7 separate regions of the Mus musculus genome follow, and regions 1, 3, 4, 5, 6 and 7 are each linked to region 2. Evidence: chromatin contacts called from public Hi-C, HiChIP or PLAC-seq and promoter capture Hi-C data. All regions are on one chromosome and are shown on one strand. The core of a region is the stretch at or near the end of the contact, and the rest is flanking DNA. Distances in the headings are between cores, read along the strand shown. Region 1 overlaps Qtrt2 (queuine tRNA-ribosyltransferase accessory subunit 2). Region 2 holds the start of 4932412D23Rik (RIKEN cDNA 4932412D23 gene). Region 3 overlaps Zbtb20 (zinc finger and BTB domain containing 20). Region 4 overlaps Drd3 (dopamine receptor D3). Region 5 holds the start of Tigit (T cell immunoreceptor with Ig and ITIM domains). Region 6 has its middle 46 kb from the start of Tigit. Region 7 overlaps Zbtb20 (zinc finger and BTB domain containing 20).

Region 1 (2,700 bases), core at 180-2,679, 990 kb after region 2:
GACTGTTAGAGCCAAGACGGACACATGACTTCCCTGTTACATTGCTTGTATTAAACTCGCTTCAGTTGTCTTTGCACCCTGTAATTTGGGATTTGTCTTCTAAATTGTAACCTCATGAAGAAGAGAGACATTAAGTATGAAATGGAGGAGTGAAGCCAAAGCGATTCAAATGTTCAAATTCAATATTGCAAATCAGCCGCAGGGTTGGCGAGGTGGCTCAGGGGCTACCGAGCCTGATGACCTGGGTTTGAGCCCTGGAACCCATGTGGTGGAAGGAAAGCCAAGTCCCACAAGTTGTCCTCTGACCTGCACACTCATGCTGTGTGGAGCCGTGTGTGTGTGTGTGTGTGTGTGTGTGTGTGTGTGTATACACACACAAATACAAATAACTAAATCAAATGAACACCAATTCTACCAAACAAATCAAGCATAATCTTAACACATAACATAACATTTAACACATAATCCATGTGTTAAATGTGACCTTCTAGGCTCCCTGACCTACACACACACACACACACACACACACATGGCACTGCCAGTTTTAATAAGCAGAAAGCCCACAGTGACAAGCAGGACTAATCAAACTGTGGAGAGCGCCTGCTTCTAATCAGGGAGGCACAGGATAGTGATTTAACTCCATTGCTCAGTTAGCCTCATGCTGCCTCCATAGGAAAATAATTCCTGATAAGATAGTCACTTTCCATTCTAGTGTAGTCCCTTTGATGATCTTTGTTTGAACTTTGTATTAAATGCCTTTAATTATAGTATTGGCTTAAAAAAAAAGTTTTCTCCTTACTTTGCTCCAGAGAATAACGAAGTATCTCTATCCCCAATATATAAGAACCCCCAGTCTACTACTGACCACTGCATTCATTTGAGATAATCAGACTCAAACCTTGCAGCCATCTTCAGGGTGTATGTAGCTAGCTGGGGATACTGATTGACAGTTCATTTTGAACACATATAGGCACTAGCATGGTACCGTGGACACATCTGTCAGGATAACTCTTCCCACTGGAATAGTCCCATCGATTCAGTCGTGACTGTCTCAGTACCTTCAAATCAGAAGCAAGTCAAAACAGCATGGAGGCAGGATGAGGAGGGAGACAGCTTTGAGACAGGGTCTTGCTATGAGGCCCAGGCTGGTCCTGAAATCATAATCTTTCTATTCCCATCTCAAGTGCTAGAATTCCAGGCAGGTGCCACCACGCCTGTGTACTCATAAGAATTTGCTACAGTGGTGGACAGTTGTCCTTTACCTATGGGAAGCTAGAATTTAACTTGGAAGCTGAGAAGTGACATAATTTTGACCTTCAGGCAGGCTGAAGTGATTGTTTACCAAGCTTCAGTTCACGGGGATAACAGTGAGCTACAGGCGCATTTGCTAAGTTGTCTGGCACAGTGCTCCAAAGGGGGGCACTGAGGTGACTCAGCAAGTAAAGGCACTTGCCAAAGCGGACAACCTGAGCTTGATTCTTAGAACACACACAGCGGAAGGAGGGAACTCCAAGCAGCAGCGGCCCATGCCTTTAATGCCAGCACTTGGGAGACAGAGACAGGCAGAGCTCTGAGTTTGAGAAATGATCTACAGAGTGAGTTCCAGGACAGCCAGGGCTACACAGAGAAACCCTGTCTCAAAGAAGGAAGGGGGAAAGGGAAAGGAGGAGGGGGGAGGGGGAAGGAAAAGGACCCAAAAACTACTCCAGAGATTGTGAAGTTACTTTTACTATACACTAACATAGCTTTTTATCCACTATATATAATGTAGAGAGGCAGGTAATGTATATTGAGTGACAACATTCCTTCAAACTTAACATTAAAATTCTTTATATTATATAAAGATTTTAAACATAAGAATTATAAACACAAATGATAAAATCTGAAGCAAGCTTTTCCCATAAGAAATCTTTAGGATAGTCTCTGTGCCATGGAAATTTAATACTTTAGTAGATAGACTACCATTTACAAAAAACAATGCACAGCGGGGTTTTTTTTAATTAAAAATGTTTATTGGCTGTTGCCCTTCATACATTTACAACATAAAAGAAAACAATTTTTTCAAATGTGCTAATAAGAAAAAGACCCAGGGAACTGAACAATGTTTAACAGAATTTTCAGTGTTTTGGACATAAATAAAACTCATAAATTTATATGGATTCTTAGATATTTACTAATAATCCTTCAATAATGGGTTTGGTCTTGGCCAAGGATAAAACATATAAACAAGTACAAAATCCATTCAACACAGATCACTGAGAACAGAAACTCTGTCTCTGCGTCTGCATTCTATGAATCCCTTGCATTCATCAACAAGTCATACCACAAAAAGGAAAAACAACGTTGGATTTCCAGCACATAAAAGTACAGTAATTACATAATTCCTACATACAATGTTCAGTAATGGCCACTATAAATTGGAAACCAAACAAATATAAGAAATGCATTTCTTACACCTACAAAAATGAATCTTTTAAATTGTATTATTTTTATAAAAACTACATGTATATACATATATGTTTTGTGTACTCCTTAAAAAAATTGATAAATATAGAAAAGATACATACAAAAAAAAAGCCCTGTCATGCCACCACAAAAATACAGAATTACAGAGAACCCCGGAGGGACAACCAGCCTCAGGGTCAGAAGAATGCCAATTCACCAACCACTTCAAAATCCACAGGACAATCTTATGGCTGG
Region 2 (2,720 bases), core at 19-2,518:
AACTTACTTCAAGTCTACCAGAATCTATTTTTCAAGTCTATAATCTATAAGATTATTTTCTGTATTAATAACCAATACTACAAATACAGTTTCTTTGTATGGTTGGTGTTTCTGACAAATCCCTTTCGTGACAAATTAAGCTCCTTAAAAAGTATTAGTTCTTATTTTGGCAGGAATTCTTTTTCTTTGTAGAGTGAAAAGCCATTCTTTTTTCCATCTTAGTCCTTTTAAGGAATTCTTTTCAGGAATCTATCCTTGGCTTCCTGCTGGCCTCAGGCCTCACCCCCTTCCTCCTCCACCCCGCCCTTGCCTGACCAGTATTTGTTAGAATTTGGCTCTGGGGAGTACTATGCTGAGTGACAAATGGATGAAGATGAAGGTTTTATTGAAGCATCTGAACTGCATTTAATTTTCCGTGTTGCTTTATTCCTTCTAGCTCCCAGGATATTGAATTTTGTGGGCTTCAGTTGGGTCGTCAGTACTTCAGGCGTTTAGTAATAAGAAACATAATCTGCTTTTTCCGGTAGGATAATAAATCCTCATTGATATTAAGGGCGGCTCTCTGCAGACGGTTTTACACGGTATTTTTCTGTAGAAACACATTCCCTGGGAGTCCTAAAACTGCTCCCGCCTCTCTGTCTCCCTGGGCCTCAGGTCGCCTCCCGCCCAGCGGTCCCTCCCACCGCCAGGATCCTGCTCGCTAGGACATCCACTGCCCGTGACCACGACACCCCTCCTCCCTGCACTGAACCCCTTCCCTCCCCTCCCCCTCTGGGCGAGCCAGACAGCGGGTAACCGCCGCCTCCGCTGGGGCATCCCGGCTCCATAGGCGGCGCGCGGCAGACACCTGCTTCTCACTGGCCGCCGCCGCTGCCCCTCACCCCGCAGTCCCCGCGACAATTGGCCCCGGGCCGCCGCCCGTCATCCTCTAGCCCCTCTTGGAGTCCCGCCTCTATCCTCGGGTCATTTAAGTTTATCACAAATAAATAAATAAAGGAGGAAATAGAAATGCGTAGAAAGTAAAAGCAGTCAGGAGGGGGCGGGGACGTGGATGAAAAGGAGGGTGGGGAAGTGGAGGAGTAAACAACCAAACTTGATCGTGCCTATACTGACCAATCACCGATCACTACAGTCCGGTCTGACGGCCTCTGTCGACCAATAGTTTCCCAGCTCTTGGATCACTGAATAACCAGAGACAGCTGGCCTCTCTACACAGGGCGCTGGTGGGCGGGAAGAGTTGAGAACATTGACCAATAGACTGTTAAAACTGCTCTGAGTGAAGTTTCCGCTCACCAGTTGATGCTTGAGATAGCGGATTGGGTGTCTCCTAGGCCAATCAAAGATGACAGAGATGAGAGAAGGGGCAGTTAGGGGAGGAGCCGCGGAGGGGAGGAGGAAGAGTGCATTTTGTTTATGGGCGGCAACCTCACGAGGGCTGTCCAAACGCTATTGGTCAGCTGAAGCAGCGAGTGGCATGCGAGCCGCCCAATAGTAGGACAAGGTAGAGGTTCGCGGCTTCGGGCGCCCAATGTGGGCCTTCTGCCGAAGAAGTAGGGGCGGGGGGAAGTTTAGGAGTTGAGGAAAGAAGATTAAAGAGCGCGAGGAGGTAACGCCAAAAACTCTAATTTGTTGTGGGGCGGGCGGGAGGGAGGGGTGTGTGCGTGCGGAGCGCGGCCGGGCGTCTACGAGTCGCGGGGAGTCGGGGGTGACGGGCCGCCGAGGAGGGGGCGGGGTGGGGCCGTGGCGCGAGTTCCGAGCCGCAGCCCGGGGCTTCTGCCCCGCCCCGCCCCGCGCGCCCTCCCGCCGCCCCTCCTCGCGCCCGCCCGGCGGCCTCGCGCGACCCTGCGGGGAGGGTCCGCCGCTGGCCCGGGCGGGGCGTCCGGTCGTTGCCACTGCGTCTAGTCTCTCCTCCCCGCTTCTGGAGTCGCGGCTTCCCAGAAGAGGAGCTGAGGGGCACCGGCCGGGGCTCCGGAGCTGTTGGCGGCGCCGGCTCCCGCCCCTCTCCTCTCCCTCCCTCCGCCCTCCCAGTCGCTTTCCTCCCGCGCAGAGAACTGGCTTCGGAGAACCCGGGCTTGGGCGCGTAGCCCAGCCTGCCTTGCTCTCACCCGTAGACAGGGGGGCTTGGCAAGGATTGAACCCTGTCCTCCTCTCTTTAGCCTTTGGGCCCCTTCCGAAACATTAAAAAAAAAAAAAAAAGTTAACGCTCTCTCATACCTTGAGACATAAAACAAAACAAAACAAAATAACAAAACCTACCCCATCCCCAAATACAGGAGTATGGTTTTGAAGTTCATTCAAATGTGGTCCTCTAATTGTTTTAATGCTTTTCCCTGTGTGGGGGGCTCTCAGTGTCCCCCTTCAGCCCCTCCCCTTCCTAAGGATGCAGAAGAGGCAGGAGGCAGGGATTTCGTAAAAGTTGTATTGATAAACACACTTGCACAAGCATATGCTAGGCACACACACAGACTATAAACATTAGCGAAAAACACAATATGGCGTACAGCTACGCTACCTAGCTCGGTAATCTGATGATCTCTTACTCCGAACCGGGTCAAATCAGGTCTGAAGAAGCAAGACAGTTCTCCAGCAGAAATCTGAATGGCATGGGAAAACATTTGGAAGCCTGCACCTGATGGTATAGTCCTCAGAATCATTGGCCCAGATTTAAGTTGAACATGTTACCTTTTTAGACAGTGAAATTTACTATTTTTTAAACACAC
Region 3 (2,700 bases), core at 156-2,655, 720 kb after region 2:
CAGAGCTCCTCCCCTGGGAATGGCATGATTGGATCCGCAGCAGGCAGAGCTGGCCCAGGGAAATAAGAGCTTGGCATAGAATCTTAGGGCCCTCCTGCTGGAGGGGCCCTCAAGAGAGTTGCTTCACACCCACCCTCCTTCAACTGGCTGGACAGTAGAAAGATGTGTAAGAAAACAAATTCCTGGCTGAATGAATAGAGGATTAAGTGAACGAGAGATGAGTCCCCTGTTCCAGAAGTCTCTGCCATCCCACTTGAATAGAAAGGCTAACTTTGAAGCCACTCTGTTCTCCATGGCATGATTTTGTATATACTCAGCTTTGGAATATGGTTGCCATCTGCTGCCAGTACATAAGACTAAGGAAGTATTGGGGTGGGTAGGAGGAGGCTGGGAGGAAAGAAAGAGACACTTAAATGAGCTAATGATCTGCTTTGTGTTGGAGTCTAGGTTTCAGAACATCAGTTCCGTACTGTAAGAACAAAACACCAGTGTGTCTTAGGCCACACCAGGCGCCGGCACATCAGATAAGGCCCATGCTGTGTAGTGTTCAGCCACTGAGCCTCAAGAAGTTTTGAAAGTGAAATTAGAGGAGCAAACCAAGGAAGCCAAAGTGGGAAAGCTCTTAGGGTAAAATATGATCAGAAGGACTCTGCAGATATGTGTCTTCGAGGTTACAGTAGTTCAAACATGACTCTACTAATTAAAGACTTGGAAAATAGTCTCAATCCTAGGAACTTAAAGATCTTTAAACTAAAGTGGAGACTTCTCCATCTACTGCAAAGGCATTGTGAAGCTTTTGTACAGTCACAGGATGAGAGTGACCCAGCTATTGTGCATTGTTGTGCACTTAACTATTGATTAAGAGCCATAGATTGCTGTCCTGGCAGCAGGAGTGGGTGGTCTTTTACAAGCAAAAACCCTGGTAAGCAAAGCCAGCAAAGGCAAGACCATCTATCTCTGAAAAGCAGTGAATAGCTCAGAGAGCTTCCTCTTTCCCTGATATTATCTGTATAAATTACCAGTTATGGCACAGGATCATGTTGATAATTTATATACCAAAATGACATGCCAAAGAATAATAATTAAGCAGAGATGTACACTAGTGAAAAAATTATCCCAGCGAAGTTTACTTTTGAGAAAGATTAGCTAATTAGCCAAGTATGACATTTGAAGGCAAGTCCCCTTCTACTCTTAATAGTAGCTCTGTCTCCACTTTGAGGAGTTAGCAGGATTGTAGGGCAGAAATATTTTCTGGCGTGAAAAGGAAAGAATTCCTTCATTACTATAAGCAAAGTGAGGAGACAGGGAGAGTTGTGGAAAAGCAGAAAATCAGATCAGCACGCATAGAAAGTGGTTGCAAGAGCATGTCGACCTCAGAGCCCTAGAATGACCAAGCCAGGAAATATTTGTTGGCTGTACAAGCTTTGGCCTTGATTCGTATCTGCCATCAGAGCGAAGTCATCCACAGCTGTGATGCAACCACAGAATGTTATTAATGTCCTCAGCCCCTCTCATATGCAGTCTCTCATCCCAGGAGCCCAGTGTGCCTTAGGACTCTGCTTGGCTTCTCCCAAGACAACCCCATGGAGCATAAACATCTTCATTTATAGATGAAATAACTGGTCCACAAAGGCCCGACTCTGTTCTCTGGCTTCAAATGTGAAATGATTAATAGTCATGATGCTGACCCAGCACGTTGTGCTATTTTTTACATTATTTTGGGCTTCTCAGACAAAGGACATATTTTATCTTTCTCATTATTATTTTTAATTACTTTTCAGAAAAGTCAAGATAAAAAAAAGAAGAAGAATCTAACAAATATCCCATAGAGATATTTGGTATTTTCTCTCTCTCTTTTTGAGAATAAATTAAGATCTTCTCTGCTTCTCTATGCTGGATCTCTGCAGATAGTCACAGTCTCATGCCAGTTTTCAGAGGAATAAGGGCTCATTCTAATGGCTGCATCACAGTCCCTTCTGTGAAGAAACAGCCTTTTAAATTCCTGTCTGGACACTGAATAACTTGTTTTTGGTTTAAAAACTTTTAACAGTTTGACCTGAAAACTTTTAAACATTACTAATATACAACCTGGTTGTGAGTTTAGCAATAAATTTAGACCCAGTATGTGAAAAGCCAAAGAGAAGACTAGTGGCTTTTATTCTCCCTGGTGACCTGCACTAAATGTTGCATATTTACTTTGTAAATGAGGACACCCAGTGGCCAGCAAGTGAAAATATTCTAAACAATCCCCGACACTGTTAACATAAATATAAAGAGCTGTTGTCAGCACCCATTGATAGATAGCTTCTAGCATCTACTACCAAGCACTGGTTTCCCTGGGTCAGGCAAGAGTGGAGCCTGATAATTTTCTACCTCACTTTCCAGACTAGGTGTCTCTTTCCCTTTCATATAAACGTGGCTCGCCATCTTTGGCATCCACTGAATCGTCAGTGGCAGAAGGGCCTAGTAGAATATTTCTTAGGACAGATGAAGTCAGGAAGTTGAGAATAACTTAACAGAGATCAGAAATAATAAACAGATGAGTGTGGTTTAAAAGAAGTGAGGTAAGTTCATAAACCATAAGTTCATGGTGAAGACAGAGCCATGGTTATTAACTAATGAGAGAGTAAGGAAATTAAAAACAAAACCCAAGAGGAAGAACAGATGTGGGCCACCAGGGACTAGAAGGACCTCCTGGAA
Region 4 (2,734 bases), core at 213-2,712, 930 kb after region 2:
CTTCAACAACTCCACCAGGGGAGTCCACAGAACTAAAGATTTATTGAGCCCCCTGTCTGACCAAATAAAAGGTGGTGAAAAGCTGCCTTCAGAGCTCTGGGCTCATTAAACCCAGGCAGGGAGTTAGAGTCAGGCCCTCCCACTCAGACCGGGCTCGTCTTTCCCCCAGCAGTCACGGCGAGAACCCCCCACTTGAGGTTAATGATAGCTTCAGCTGGACAGTCATGATATTAAGACCTTAATGAGCGATCGGCCACGTCGACCGAGAATCAGAGGGCGCTCCATGTGTGCTGAAGGTCCTGCTGTCCCTCGTCACAAGTCCCAAGCTAGACCCTGATCTTCCAGAGATTTAGACAGTCCCCCATTCTTGACAAAAGTTAGGGAAGGTCACCTGTGAAGGTCACGCCTGCAGCGCACCACTAGAAGTATAATTTCCTGTTATCCTAATTTGTGTGAATGCACAGGCAACAAAAACAAATATAGCTATCATTTATAAACAGTCCAGCAAAGTAGGTACATTGTCCCATTACATGTGCACATGTCAGTGGGCGTATGCGTATGTACACACACACACACACACACGGGTGGGGTGACTAGAATCACAAAGCTATTAGGTAATAGATGAATGGAACCAAAAGTCACTGCCCATCTTTTTATTTCCCCAGGGCTGGGGATGGAACCTACCACTTAGAATGTGCTAACCTTTGCATTCTTCCATGGAGAGACAGCTCCAGGGTTATGTTAGCTCAAGCCACCAACACAAGTCTGTGATCCTCCTGCCTCCACCTTCACCCCCTGAATGCTGACCTTGTAGGCATGTGCCACCAAGCCAGCTTGTGCAGCCAATATCTCCTACAATAAACTGCCCTGGAGCCTCACCCTGGGGCCCCTAGCTGTTAAGTCACACTGCCAAGTTCAGTATCTAAGCCTTACAGCAAAGCGACTCTAGGCTGTTTGGTTCCTTGTGCCCGTTTAACATCAACAACTACCCCAGCCCTTCAACAGTGGCTCACACAAGAAAGTTCTCGACACTTGTCTGATAAATAAATTTAATGTGCACTGCCTGACAACCAGGAGGGGGAAAAAATCACAATCATAAAACCTAAAGTCACACAGAACAATCATGAATCTCTTAGGCTAGCCCAATAATGATGGCGATACAGTAAGAACTGCCTTTTGGATTTTAAGTTGTATTAAAAAACAAACAAACAAACAAAAAACTTCACAAATGTAATCTCATTCAATAGCTGTGAACAGTTCTGTTAGACAGAAAATTTGAGTCAGAAAACTCCAGCCGCGGGCCTCACTGTCTGACAAGCTAGCTGCAAAGCTGGATTTCAGCCCTAGGGCTTTACCAGAGCGAACATTGACTGCACTCGGGTCGGCTGAGTACTCTACAGGAGAGAGGGCCGAAAGAACTAGATGCTGCAACACAAAGAAGGGAGTGGGACTGGGAACACCTCCAAGGGAGGTGGCCCTAGCCAGGGTTCCTTCTCCAGCCAAGCCGCGCCAAGCCAAGCCTGACCCAGCGCCTCCGCGGTTGGCCTTGAGCAAATCGCTCAGAGAGGAAACCAGAGGCTAAACAAGTCTCGCAGGGTGAGAATGCGGGGTCCTCGCAGGGCTCCAGGAACTAAGTGGGGAGGTTTTCCGGCTCTGCCTCCCCACAGAGCCTGGAGAGCCCCCAGGTGAGTCGTGAACTTCTCACCCCGGCAGAGCTGGCGAAGTTCTTGCTGCATTTTGGTGCCCTCCAATGGTGGATTTTGGAACAGCCTCGAGGTCTTAGCCACCCACCTATGACATGCTGGAGGGGGCCTCATTTATTCTAACGGCTTAATCATTTAAGAAGAAGAAGGGGGGAAAAAAAACATACTGTGACAATAAAAGACTGTAGTCTTGTCTCTCATCTCTTACCCCAAGTGAGCAAGAAGGTTTGACAGAAATTCTCCCTAATGCAGACTCTCTCAGACTTGTCTAATAAGATACATTAGATGTTAAAAATACACGTCTCTGGGTTTTACTTTAGAAGTACCTCATGGAAACCACTAGGGAAATAACTTGGGGACGTTCATTTTAACAGTACACCCCCACACTCTCCAACTCCCACCCCCACGTTCCCCACACCCTAACACGCTGGCAATTAGCAGAGTCAAGATACTTGGGGAGGTTCAGTTCTGAGCATTCACACTGGTCTCCCGAGTACAAACAAGTGGGATGCCAGCAAACCCATGTTTCCCTGCAGGGCTAAGACAGCTACATGTGCCTTGGACAGGGAATGGGGTCCTTGTCAAAGGCACTGGTCCTAGAGATGGGAGACCTGGCTCTGCAAGGACAACTCCAGTCTGAAACTTTAGATCTATCCTGCCTTCCCTGAAGTTCTGGCTCCTCTCATAAAAAGAGCTACGTTCAGTATAGTCTCTTGCTCATAGAAGTGATGGAGCCTCCAAAGAGCTGATGAGCATTAAAGTGTGTTTAAGACAGCATGCCATTCCCACTAGTGTGCTAGAACCATGCTGGTGAGAGCAATATTCCAGGAATGTTTCAAGTTGGTAATCAAGCCTTTGGTGGTGGCTTGACATGAGCAGTGGTGGGAGTATTTGCGCAACAAAAATTGATGCATGTTACAAATTGGGGCTTTGTGTGTGTGTGTGTGTGAGAGAGAGAGAGAGAGAGAGAGAGAGAGACAGAGAGACAGAGAGACAGAGACAGAGAGACAGAGAGAGACAGAGAGAGACAG
Region 5 (2,700 bases), core at 129-2,628, 790 kb after region 2:
CTTTCCCACTTAGACTATCAGCCCGACACCAACATATCTTGTACTTCTCTCTAGGTTCCAGCAGTCTAGCCTTGTGTCTAGCCCTATGTTTTGAAAATAGAACTGGGCTATTTGATTGGCATTTGGGATGTCAGGAAAATGAGAGAGAGAGAGAGAGAGAGAGAGAGAGAGAGAGAGAGAGAGAGAACACAGAGAAAGGAAACTTGAATCTACTTCTCAGCCAGAAGTAGCAGCATATATTTTTAATCCAAGTACATGGGAGGATGAGGCAGGAGGATCATAGTGCATTCCAGACCAGCCTTGGAAACATAGAAAGACCATGTATCTGTCAAAGAAACAAACTAAAGCAAAAGAGAGAGGGAAGGGGAAGAGAGGACAATGAGAAAGAGGGAAAGAAGGGAAAGGAGAAGTAATGGAAGGGAAGAGAAGGGGAGGGAAACATAGAAAATAGGAGGGGAGGGGAGGAGAGGGGAGGGGAGGGGAGGGGAGGAGAGGGGAGGGGAGGGGAGGGAAGGGGAGGGGAAGAAGGGAGAAGAAGGAAGGGGAGGGGAGAGGAAGGGAAGACAGTAGAGGAGAGGTAAGAGGGGAAGAAAGGCCTTCTCCTAGATGAAGCCAACTTCTTTGCTACCTACCAGCCTGCCCCACCTTGGCTCCTCTCTACCTTCAGTCTTATAAGTTCAGCCTTTAAACTAATTTGTAGTATAGTCTCTAAATATTTTGTTTCCTTCCCTCAGAAATGTTTATCTACAATTTGTAATAGAATAGAAACAACAGAATTTAGTCTCTCATATTAGTGGTAGACTATGAAAATCTGAGAAGCAGGTATTTCTGACCAACAGAGAACTAACTGGAACATTGTTCTAGGAGTTCCTCAGAAACAGAAAAGAAAATGGAGCAGGAGAGAAATGGGTTTCCAGGAGATTTCTTGGCTCCCAATCTTAGTCTATTCCCCAGCTTCCCTCTTGAACAGCTGTCCAGTCAGAGTCCCTAACCCAGAGGATCTATGAAGTCCTTCCTCTGCAATCCCAAACGTGTATGCATCCCTTTCTCAGCGATTGCCTCTTACCATGTGGTCACACAGAGCCTCAGAACCACATACATACACAGAAGCTGACATACATACAGGCCTAGGCATATACTTAGAGCTTTCTCTACCTGAGCATCCTGGTGTCTGTGCCAAGCTAGGTGTCTCTGCTCTGCTAGGTCTGCAAGCCTTACCTGTAGCGAGGAAGGCAGCCTGTATCAGCCCCTGGACCCAGACCAGGAGCAGCCAGCCATGCATGCTTCTAACCAGAGGCCTACAGCAAAGTGGATGTGGCCTCTCCTCCAACTGAAACTGGCTCACTGCAGCTGTAAGGTGAAACCAAGCTGGTGAAAAGAGGGTCTCGGAAAAACTGACTTAGGTAAGAGCAGTGTCAAACGTGTAATGTTTTCTTAACAAGTACACAAAGCCACATAGGGTGAGCCACAAGAAAGGCCATGAAGGAAACACACTGTAAAAACAAATAAAACATGTGGTTAGAGATACACGGGTCTTGGGCAACTCGTATATTGACTACTTGGGTAGCCAGCCGATCTGTTGTTTTTAAGTTCTCTTGATGCACTTTTTGAAACACCAACTTTTATCTAAAGCATTCAAGGGTAGGTGACGCACAGGATTCTGAAGAAGTATTTCTGATGAGTCAGTCCCCTCCCCTCCCCTGCCCTGCCCTGCCCTGCCCTGCCCTGCTGCTTCAAGTTCCTGCCACAGTAACAGACTGTAACCTGGCCCTGTGAGCTAAAATAAGCCCCCTCTCCTCTAAGTTACTTTTTGTCAGGGCAGCGGCAACAGAAACCAAACTAGGACATCATCTTTTCTTTCTCTCTCCTTCCCCTTCTCCCTCCATCCTTTCCTTCATTTAAAAGGTCCTACAAGCTCTGAAGAGACGAGGGTCGGCAAAGAATTGCTCAGCGCTCAAGAGTTGACCAAAGTTCGTCTCTGTAAAGCCACTGGGAGAGGAGATGGAGAGGACACCGTCAGCTATCGCCTGGGCTCTTGGCAGAGCTGTATTGGCCATGCCCCATGATGTACAGCCTGAAGATCTCTATTCTCACCAGGGGACATCCAAAGCCTCATGCCCTGCCCATCCCACCAGTGCACAAATGATTCTCAACAGCCAGGCCTCTGTCCCTCTCTTCTGTATGCAGGGTCCCTCTGTCTCTGATCAGCTTCCTCCCCATCCTGGGTTCTGTTCATTCACAAATCTACACAGTGACTCATGCACCCTAGGCCCCTCCTCTAGACCTGTAGACAGTGTTTGACTTACCAGCTTCTCCACAGCCTTCAAGGCTTACATAAAAAATACATCTCCACCACTTTTGTTGTTGTTGTTTTGTTTTTGAGGCAGGGCTTCTCTGGGAAGCCTTGACTGAGCTGGAACTCACTCTGTAGACAAGGTTGGCTTAAAAACTCAGAGATCTTCTTGCCCGCCTCTCTCTCCTGAGTGATGGGATTTAAGGCATGCACCACCACCAAAGCCAGCCTCTCCACCACTTTTTTAACATCTGAATGCCTTTTAGCCAAAGAAACAGTAAGATCCAATATGTATTCAGGGTAAAATGCTGGGGCTAGACATGATGAGAGTTGCCAAACTTGGTTACCTGGACAGAAAAACCACAGGGGCAAGGGCTGGTGGGAAGAACACAACCCAGAAAAAGGCT
Region 6 (2,700 bases), core at 184-2,683, 830 kb after region 2:
ACCCATCCAAGCATACTTGTTCCTATTTATGCATCACTGATAAATCTCTGTCCATGCAGAGGGCTGAAACACACTGCTCAATGAACAAACACTTCCATGGCACAGCCATAAACGCGTTGCTTCGGGGGCAGAGCTGGGCGGAGCTGACTGCTCTTTAGTCTATTGAAATAGCACGAGGCTGTGTTCTCATGAAAAATCAAAAAGCTAACCGTACATTCTTCTTTTTTTCTTCATTTACCTAGTCTATCCTGCCAAGACTTTTTTTTTTTAAATGAGAAAAACACTTCTTTCTGACCCCCAGAGAGATCAACTGATGCCTTCAAGCGGGTAAAATATGACTGCCCTGTCTCTATTTCGCCAATCACCAAGTGACTCAGCCCCCTTTAAAAGCCAGCTGTGCCCGTTGACTAGGTGACCTCCAGGGGTGGTGGATTCAGTGATGAAAGATAATAATGATACGAGAACAACGCTTATGAAAGCTATTTTGCTTTGGTGCTCAACCTTTGGTGGGTGGGGCTGTGGGAAATAGAGCAAGCTCGCCCGTCCTGATAAGCTGGTGGTCCACATTCCCGCTTCCACATGCTCCTCATAATTCTCACACCAGTAGCGCCGCCCCAGTCTGGCTTTTTCTCTGTGCTGGTCCCCATCAGCAAGAGCGCACTGACACGCAGGCAGCTTCGAAACTTATCGAGTGTGTCCTTCCTGCCTCCAACCTCGTCGCCTGTCATCCCTTATTGTCACAAGGCTCCTGTTCATTTGCTCGCTGCTCATACTAATCTAGAAGATGATCAAAGAAAAAGGTCTACCGACTCACCCCTGCCTGGCCCAGCGTAGAGACTGGTCAAGCATGTGCGTTAAATATTACTAGATTCTCATCTATTCTTTTCACCCAGCTTGCTAGCTCACTTGCTCTCTCTCTCTCTCTCTCTCTCTCTCTCTCTCTCTCTCTCTCTCTCTCTCTCTCATTTTTTTTTCAAAAAATAAATAAATGAGTTCTGGGTTGGCTGAAGATTTCGGCAATGTGACTGCTGTGCAGATGGATCCTGCTGAAGCTGGGGCTGGCTCTCTAGGGAGTAGCATGAAATGCTGGTTTTCAAAACCTGAACAGCGTGTAAATGGCAGCTAAAAAGAAAATGCAGATTGGTGCTGAGTGTTAATTGTCTCTTCCTCTCTTCTTCACACACTTCAGAGACCCAAGTGGTGGCAGAGAGGCAGGCCTGCCCCTCGTGGGATGGGATTTTTTTTTCTTTCAAGCTGGACTGAGAGAATAACACCTAGAGCCCAAGTCAAAACATGGATTTTTTTTTTCCTTTTTTTTTTTTCTTTTTTTTTTTTTTCAAGTTCTCATCTGATGAAAGTCAGGGAGGTGCACGGAGCTTATAATGAAAGTAAGAGTCTGCGGAGAATGAGTCGATGAGATGTGACACAGAAAGGGGAAACAGGATGTCTTTGTTTTGAAATGACAGGCGATAAGCTATGGGGTGCCTGGTGAGATTTTAGTCCATAACTAGGTAGCAACCTGTCAAACGCAGGCCCCTTAAATGCATCACAAGAATTCTCACTTGAGATGATTTCAATTCTAGCTCTGTTCGTGTGTGTGTGTGTGTGTGTGTATGCGTGCACATATACAGCAAAATATAATCGAATGCCAAAAAAGCACTGTCATGTCCTGTGAAGGGTACAATTGTAATCACACAGGAATAAGACACTTAAAATCCTCCCTTCACCTTCCATGCCTGAACGGTGACAAGGTCAGGCTTGCGAGCAGAGCCCAGTCCCTGAGCTATTTATTTGCATCTCTGAAGACTCTAGTTAACTCCCGAGATGTTAATCAAGCAGAATCCTGATTGACTGTCATCTCTCTTTATGCTTTTGGTCTAGATGAAACGGGTGATTTGACTTTGTACAGTTCCTCCTAAGATGGGGCCAGAGAGAAGCTACTGGGGCAACTGACTCCACCTTGGCAACGAAGAACAGAATTTGAAATCTTTATTCAAAAAAAAAAATCAATTATTTGTGCCCCACCTGAGCTGCCATTCCCTTTGCCTGCTGATACCTTCTCTCCCTTTCCCCACCATTCCCGAGAAGACCTGCCCCTCGAGCCCATTGTAGCTTGCCAGTTGGAAACCAAAAAAAAAAGTGATTACAAATGAAAATAAGTTATTATCTGCATCCATGCTTGCCTTTGTGACAGAAAGTCGAGCTGGGCTCCACCCTTTCGGTTCACTGGTTTGGCGGGGAAGGATGGGGTGGATATTGTCCAAACACGTGACTTCCTGTTGCTGTTGCTCCTGGGATCACACTCCAGTTTCTCTCAGCACCATTCGGTATTTCCTAACTGAGACAGGGAGCACTCCGCCTATAATGGGCAACGGCTGACTCTGATAATGAACGGGACTCCTTGCGGCTGTGTGCAAAAGATGAGAGTGTCTCAAGGAACTGCGGAAGAAGGTGGGTGGGGTAGATCATCCCGGGTAGCCCCACCTCTGAAATGGAGCTCAGGTGGGAGACAGAGAATTGCCTGTTGACTCTGCGCCCGGTTATGCAGGCGCCCACAGCTTAACAGTTCCATTCCAAATCCATCCCACCCCACGTCATCTTGGCAGAATCGCCGTAGAGTAATAGCGACTAATAAATGAGAGTAGTGGTGGCCACATCTAAAGGGGAGGCTGATGTTGAGTAATAGATTTCAGGGCACGA
Region 7 (2,794 bases), core at 284-2,783, 740 kb after region 2:
TGAATTTCTTGTGGATCCATATGAATGCACCCAAAGTAACTAGGATATTAAGTCCGGGGGGGGGGGGCACTCAAGAAATTAGTTGCCTAGGCTGTGTGTGCAGTATCCCCAGCTTTCTCCCCGCTTGTGTGTGCATCTGCCAGGTGGGTGGTTCTAGCGTTACTCTTCTAAGACCTGAGTTAGAAATGCCATCAGCTATGTATGACTGTGTGCCCTGTCTTGTATTTGCCTCACTAAACTACAGGTGACATCAGTTGCAAGGGGATGACCGAGCGCATTCACAGCATCAACCTTCACAACTTCAGCAATTCCGTGCTCGAGACCCTCAACGAGCAGCGCAACCGTGGCCACTTCTGTGACGTGACGGTTCGCATCCACGGGAGCATGCTGCGCGCACATCGCTGCGTGCTGGCAGCCGGCAGCCCCTTCTTCCAAGACAAGCTGCTGCTGGGCTACAGCGACATCGAAATCCCGTCGGTGGTGTCCGTACAATCGGTGCAAAAGCTCATTGACTTCATGTACAGCGGTGTGCTGAGAGTCTCACAGTCGGAAGCTCTGCAGATCCTCACAGCCGCCAGCATCCTGCAGATCAAAACAGTCATAGATGAGTGCACTCGCATCGTGTCACAGAACGTGGGCGATGTGTTCCCAGGCATCCAGGATTCTGGCCAGGACACACCAAGAGGCACACCAGAGTCAGGCACATCTGGCCAGAGCAGTGACACGGAATCAGGCTACCTGCAGAGCCACCCACAGCATAGTGTGGACCGAATCTACTCCGCACTCTACGCCTGCTCCATGCAGAATGGCAGCGGCGAGCGCTCCTTCTACAGTGGTGCAGTGGTCAGCCACCACGAAACAGCTCTCGGCCTGCCCCGTGACCACCACATGGAAGACCCTAGCTGGATCACACGCATTCATGAGCGCTCCCAGCAAATGGAGCGCTACCTGTCCACCACCCCTGAGACCACGCACTGCCGGAAGCAGCCCCGGCCTGTGCGTATCCAGACCCTGGTGGGTAACATCCACATCAAGCAGGAAATGGAAGATGACTATGACTACTATGGGCAGCAAAGGGTGCAGATCCTAGAACGCAATGAATCCGAGGAGTGCACAGAAGACACTGACCAAGCAGAGGGCACTGAGAGCGAGCCCAAAGGTGAAAGCTTTGATTCTGGGGTCAGCTCCTCCATCGGCACCGAACCTGACTCAGTGGAGCAACAGTTTGGGGCAGCAGCCCCAAGGGACGGTCAGGCAGAACCCGCCCAACCTGAGCAGGCAGCAGAAGCCCCAGCTGAGAGCAGTGCCCAGCCAAACCAGCTAGAACCAGGTGCCTCCTCTCCTGAGAGAAGCAACGAGTCAGAGATGGACAACACAGTCATCACTGTCAGTAACAGCTCCGATAAGGGCGTCCTACAGCAGCCTTCAGTCAACACATCCATCGGGCAGCCATTGCCAAGTACCCAGCTCTATTTACGCCAGACAGAAACCCTCACCAGCAACCTGAGGATGCCTCTGACCTTGACCAGCAACACACAGGTCATTGGCACCGCTGGCAACACCTATCTGCCAGCCCTCTTCACTACCCAACCCGCGGGCAGTGGCCCCAAGCCTTTTCTCTTCAGCCTGCCGCAGCCCCTGACAGGCCAGCAGACCCAGTTTGTGACAGTGTCCCAGCCCGGTCTGTCCACCTTTACTGCACAGCTGCCAGCGCCACAGCCCCTGGCCTCATCTGCAGGCCACAGCACAGCCAGTGGGCAAGGCGACAAAAAGCCTTATGAGTGCACTCTCTGCAACAAGACTTTCACAGCCAAACAGAACTACGTCAAGCACATGTTCGTACATACAGGTGAGTGCCCCTTCTCTGAAGGCTTGGCAGCAGGGTGTGGAGGGTCAACTGTGGAATCAACAGAGCAAGATGATGCATAGAAGGGAAGGGATAATGTCATCTTCCAGATCCCAAAGAAACCCCACCATGGGCCCCCTTTAGAAAGAAGTCTAGCTGTACCTATCATAAGAATAAAGTACTCCCAAGTCACAAAAATCCTTTATGGGAAAAGTGACCTAAATTCAAGTACCTGAGTTTTGGAGATGACATAGTGTGGGTCCAAAGCTTGCTCTTTGGAGGAAGAAATTGCTCTTTGGAATTCAGGCCCAGCTACTTACTACCAAACTGTGTCACCTTGGTAGAAATTACCTAATACTTTAAACTTTGACTTCCAGAGGGAGGAGGGGAGAGATAGATAAACAGATGGATAGATAGATAGATAGATAGGTAATAGATAAATAAATAGATGGATAGATAGATAATAGATAAATAGATGGTTATAGATGGATGGATGGATGGATGGATAGATAGATAGATAGATAGATAGATAGATAGATAGATAGAGAATAGTAGTGACATACCTTCCTTGTGCTGCCTCTGAGAACTATATTAACATATATGACTTAAAGATGTCGCTAGCATAGTAAATAGTTATAGCTATTATTAGCAGTATTTAGATGGCTGAAAGAAGAAAGTAAGTTTATTCTGTTCCAAAGATGAATTAATTAATTAACTAATTAATTAATTTTTAAAAAATTGGGCCACTGAAAGCTTTATGGGAAGTCTTTCAAATAAATAAAAGAAGTTGAAGAGTCCAAGGTACTCTGAACTGTTTGCTTCTCCAAAGGAACTGGGCTCCTGTAACTAGGGGTCTTTAAAGAGAGAATGGATAGTTTCATGAAGATACTATCCCAAGGACTTGGAAAAGATAGTGGTTCCCTGGATCCTACCACTCCAGAGATAAAG

Evidence for each region. Promoter capture Hi-C pulls out the DNA fragments that hold promoters and counts their contacts. A called contact is a pair of places that touch in the nucleus more often than the background predicts. HiChIP or PLAC-seq counts read pairs in DNA pulled down with a chosen protein or histone mark.
Region 1: an H3K27ac HiChIP or PLAC-seq map of embryonic stem cells shows a contact between it and region 2, with 6 times the contacts expected there. The contact joins the enhancer-like site here to the promoter of 4932412D23Rik in region 2. A contact is called at or near these places in 5 of 39 promoter capture datasets (the 3T3-L1 cell line, the C10 cell line, cranial neural crest and 2 more) and 2 of 115 datasets of contacts at active chromatin or transcription factors (embryonic forebrain and embryonic stem cells).
Region 3: an H3K27ac HiChIP or PLAC-seq map of neural progenitor cells shows a contact between it and region 2, with 4 times the contacts expected there. The contact joins the enhancer-like site here to the promoter of 4932412D23Rik in region 2. A contact is called at or near these places in 13 of 39 promoter capture datasets (the 3T3-L1 cell line, 3T3-L1-derived adipocytes, the HPC-7 cell line and 9 more), 3 of 484 Hi-C or Micro-C datasets (bone marrow-derived macrophages and uterus), 14 of 115 datasets of contacts at active chromatin or transcription factors (the NIH/3T3 cell line, VIP interneurons, embryonic basal ganglia and 10 more) and 2 of 9 other capture datasets (adipose tissue and embryonic stem cells).
Region 4: a contact with region 2 is called in a promoter capture Hi-C map of liver, with 4 times the contacts expected there. The contact joins the enhancer-like site here to the promoter of 4932412D23Rik in region 2. A contact is called at or near these places in 14 of 39 promoter capture datasets (the 3T3-L1 cell line, 3T3-L1-derived adipocytes, the HPC-7 cell line and 8 more), 4 of 484 Hi-C or Micro-C datasets (embryonic stem cells, muscle stem cells and uterus) and 14 of 115 datasets of contacts at active chromatin or transcription factors (the NIH/3T3 cell line, Th17 cells, astrocytes and 10 more).
Region 5: a contact with region 2 is called in a Hi-C map of B cells, with 18 read pairs. The contact joins the promoter of Tigit here to the promoter of 4932412D23Rik in region 2. A contact is called at or near these places in 10 of 39 promoter capture datasets (the 3T3-L1 cell line, 3T3-L1-derived adipocytes, cranial neural crest and 7 more), 1 of 484 Hi-C or Micro-C datasets (B cells), 2 of 115 datasets of contacts at active chromatin or transcription factors (bone marrow-derived macrophages and memory CD8 T cells) and 1 of 9 other capture datasets (adipose tissue).
Region 6: a contact with region 2 is called in a promoter capture Hi-C map of hippocampal neurons, with 5 times the contacts expected there. The contact joins the enhancer-like site here to the promoter of 4932412D23Rik in region 2. A contact is called at or near these places in 5 of 39 promoter capture datasets (the 3T3-L1 cell line, embryonic stem cells, hippocampal neurons and 2 more), 1 of 484 Hi-C or Micro-C datasets (muscle stem cells) and 4 of 115 datasets of contacts at active chromatin or transcription factors (embryonic hindbrain, large pre-B cells, memory CD8 T cells and 1 more).
Region 7: a promoter capture Hi-C map of liver shows a contact between it and region 2, with 7 times the contacts expected there. The contact joins the enhancer-like site here to the promoter of 4932412D23Rik in region 2. A contact is called at or near these places in 6 of 39 promoter capture datasets (the 3T3-L1 cell line, cranial neural crest, frontonasal cranial neural crest and 2 more), 10 of 115 datasets of contacts at active chromatin or transcription factors (astrocytes, bone marrow-derived macrophages, embryonic basal ganglia and 7 more) and 2 of 9 other capture datasets (adipose tissue and embryonic stem cells).

Annotation. Positions count from the first base shown.
Region 1 is chr16:43,859,417-43,862,116 of GRCm38.p6, forward strand. It overlaps Qtrt2 (queuine tRNA-ribosyltransferase accessory subunit 2), which reads right to left. Exons shown (of 9, transcript NM_001356329.1): 9 at 1,991-2,700. Among named protein-coding and RNA genes, the nearest start is that of Gm25989, 26 kb to the right of the region's middle. Within about 2 kb of position 1,430, at least 3 of the 459 cell types and tissues checked have an H3K27ac peak or open chromatin away from gene starts, as enhancers often do. A contact at or near this core is called in embryonic stem cells, where this site is marked.
Region 2 is chr16:42,874,319-42,877,038 of GRCm38.p6, forward strand. 4932412D23Rik (RIKEN cDNA 4932412D23 gene) reads right to left here and starts at 1,269. Exons shown (of 4, transcript NR_040521.1): 1 at 1,114-1,269. It also overlaps a transcript of Zbtb20 not described here.
Region 3 is chr16:43,590,801-43,593,500 of GRCm38.p6, forward strand. All of the region lies in intron 9 of Zbtb20 (zinc finger and BTB domain containing 20), which reads left to right. Among named protein-coding and RNA genes, the nearest start is that of Mir568, 49 kb to the right of the region's middle. Within about 2 kb of position 1,406, at least 70 of the 459 cell types and tissues checked have an H3K27ac peak or open chromatin away from gene starts, as enhancers often do. A contact at or near this core is called in adipose tissue, forebrain, heart atrium and 2 more, where this site is marked.
Region 4 is chr16:43,800,484-43,803,217 of GRCm38.p6, forward strand. All of the region lies in intron 2 of Drd3 (dopamine receptor D3), which reads left to right. Among named protein-coding and RNA genes, the nearest start is that of Gm26074, 32 kb to the right of the region's middle. Within about 2 kb of position 1,463, at least 150 of the 459 cell types and tissues checked have an H3K27ac peak or open chromatin away from gene starts, as enhancers often do. A contact at or near this core is called in Th17 cells, astrocytes, embryonic forebrain and 7 more, where this site is marked.
Region 5 is chr16:43,662,806-43,665,505 of GRCm38.p6, forward strand. It overlaps Tigit (T cell immunoreceptor with Ig and ITIM domains), which reads right to left and starts at 1,379. Exons shown (of 4, transcript NM_001146325.1): 1 at 1,219-1,379. The coding sequence starts at 1,282.
Region 6 is chr16:43,708,533-43,711,232 of GRCm38.p6, forward strand. No RefSeq gene overlaps it. Among named protein-coding and RNA genes, the nearest start is that of Tigit, 46 kb to the left of the region's middle. Within about 2 kb of position 1,434, at least 76 of the 459 cell types and tissues checked have an H3K27ac peak or open chromatin away from gene starts, as enhancers often do. A contact at or near this core is called in hippocampal neurons, memory CD8 T cells and pre-B cells, where this site is marked.
Region 7 is chr16:43,609,083-43,611,876 of GRCm38.p6, forward strand. It overlaps Zbtb20 (zinc finger and BTB domain containing 20), which reads left to right. Exons shown (of 11, transcript NM_001285805.1): 10 at 245-1,849. Among named protein-coding and RNA genes, the nearest start is that of Mir568, 30 kb to the right of the region's middle. Within about 2 kb of position 1,534, at least 13 of the 459 cell types and tissues checked have an H3K27ac peak or open chromatin away from gene starts, as enhancers often do. A contact at or near this core is called in liver, where this site is marked.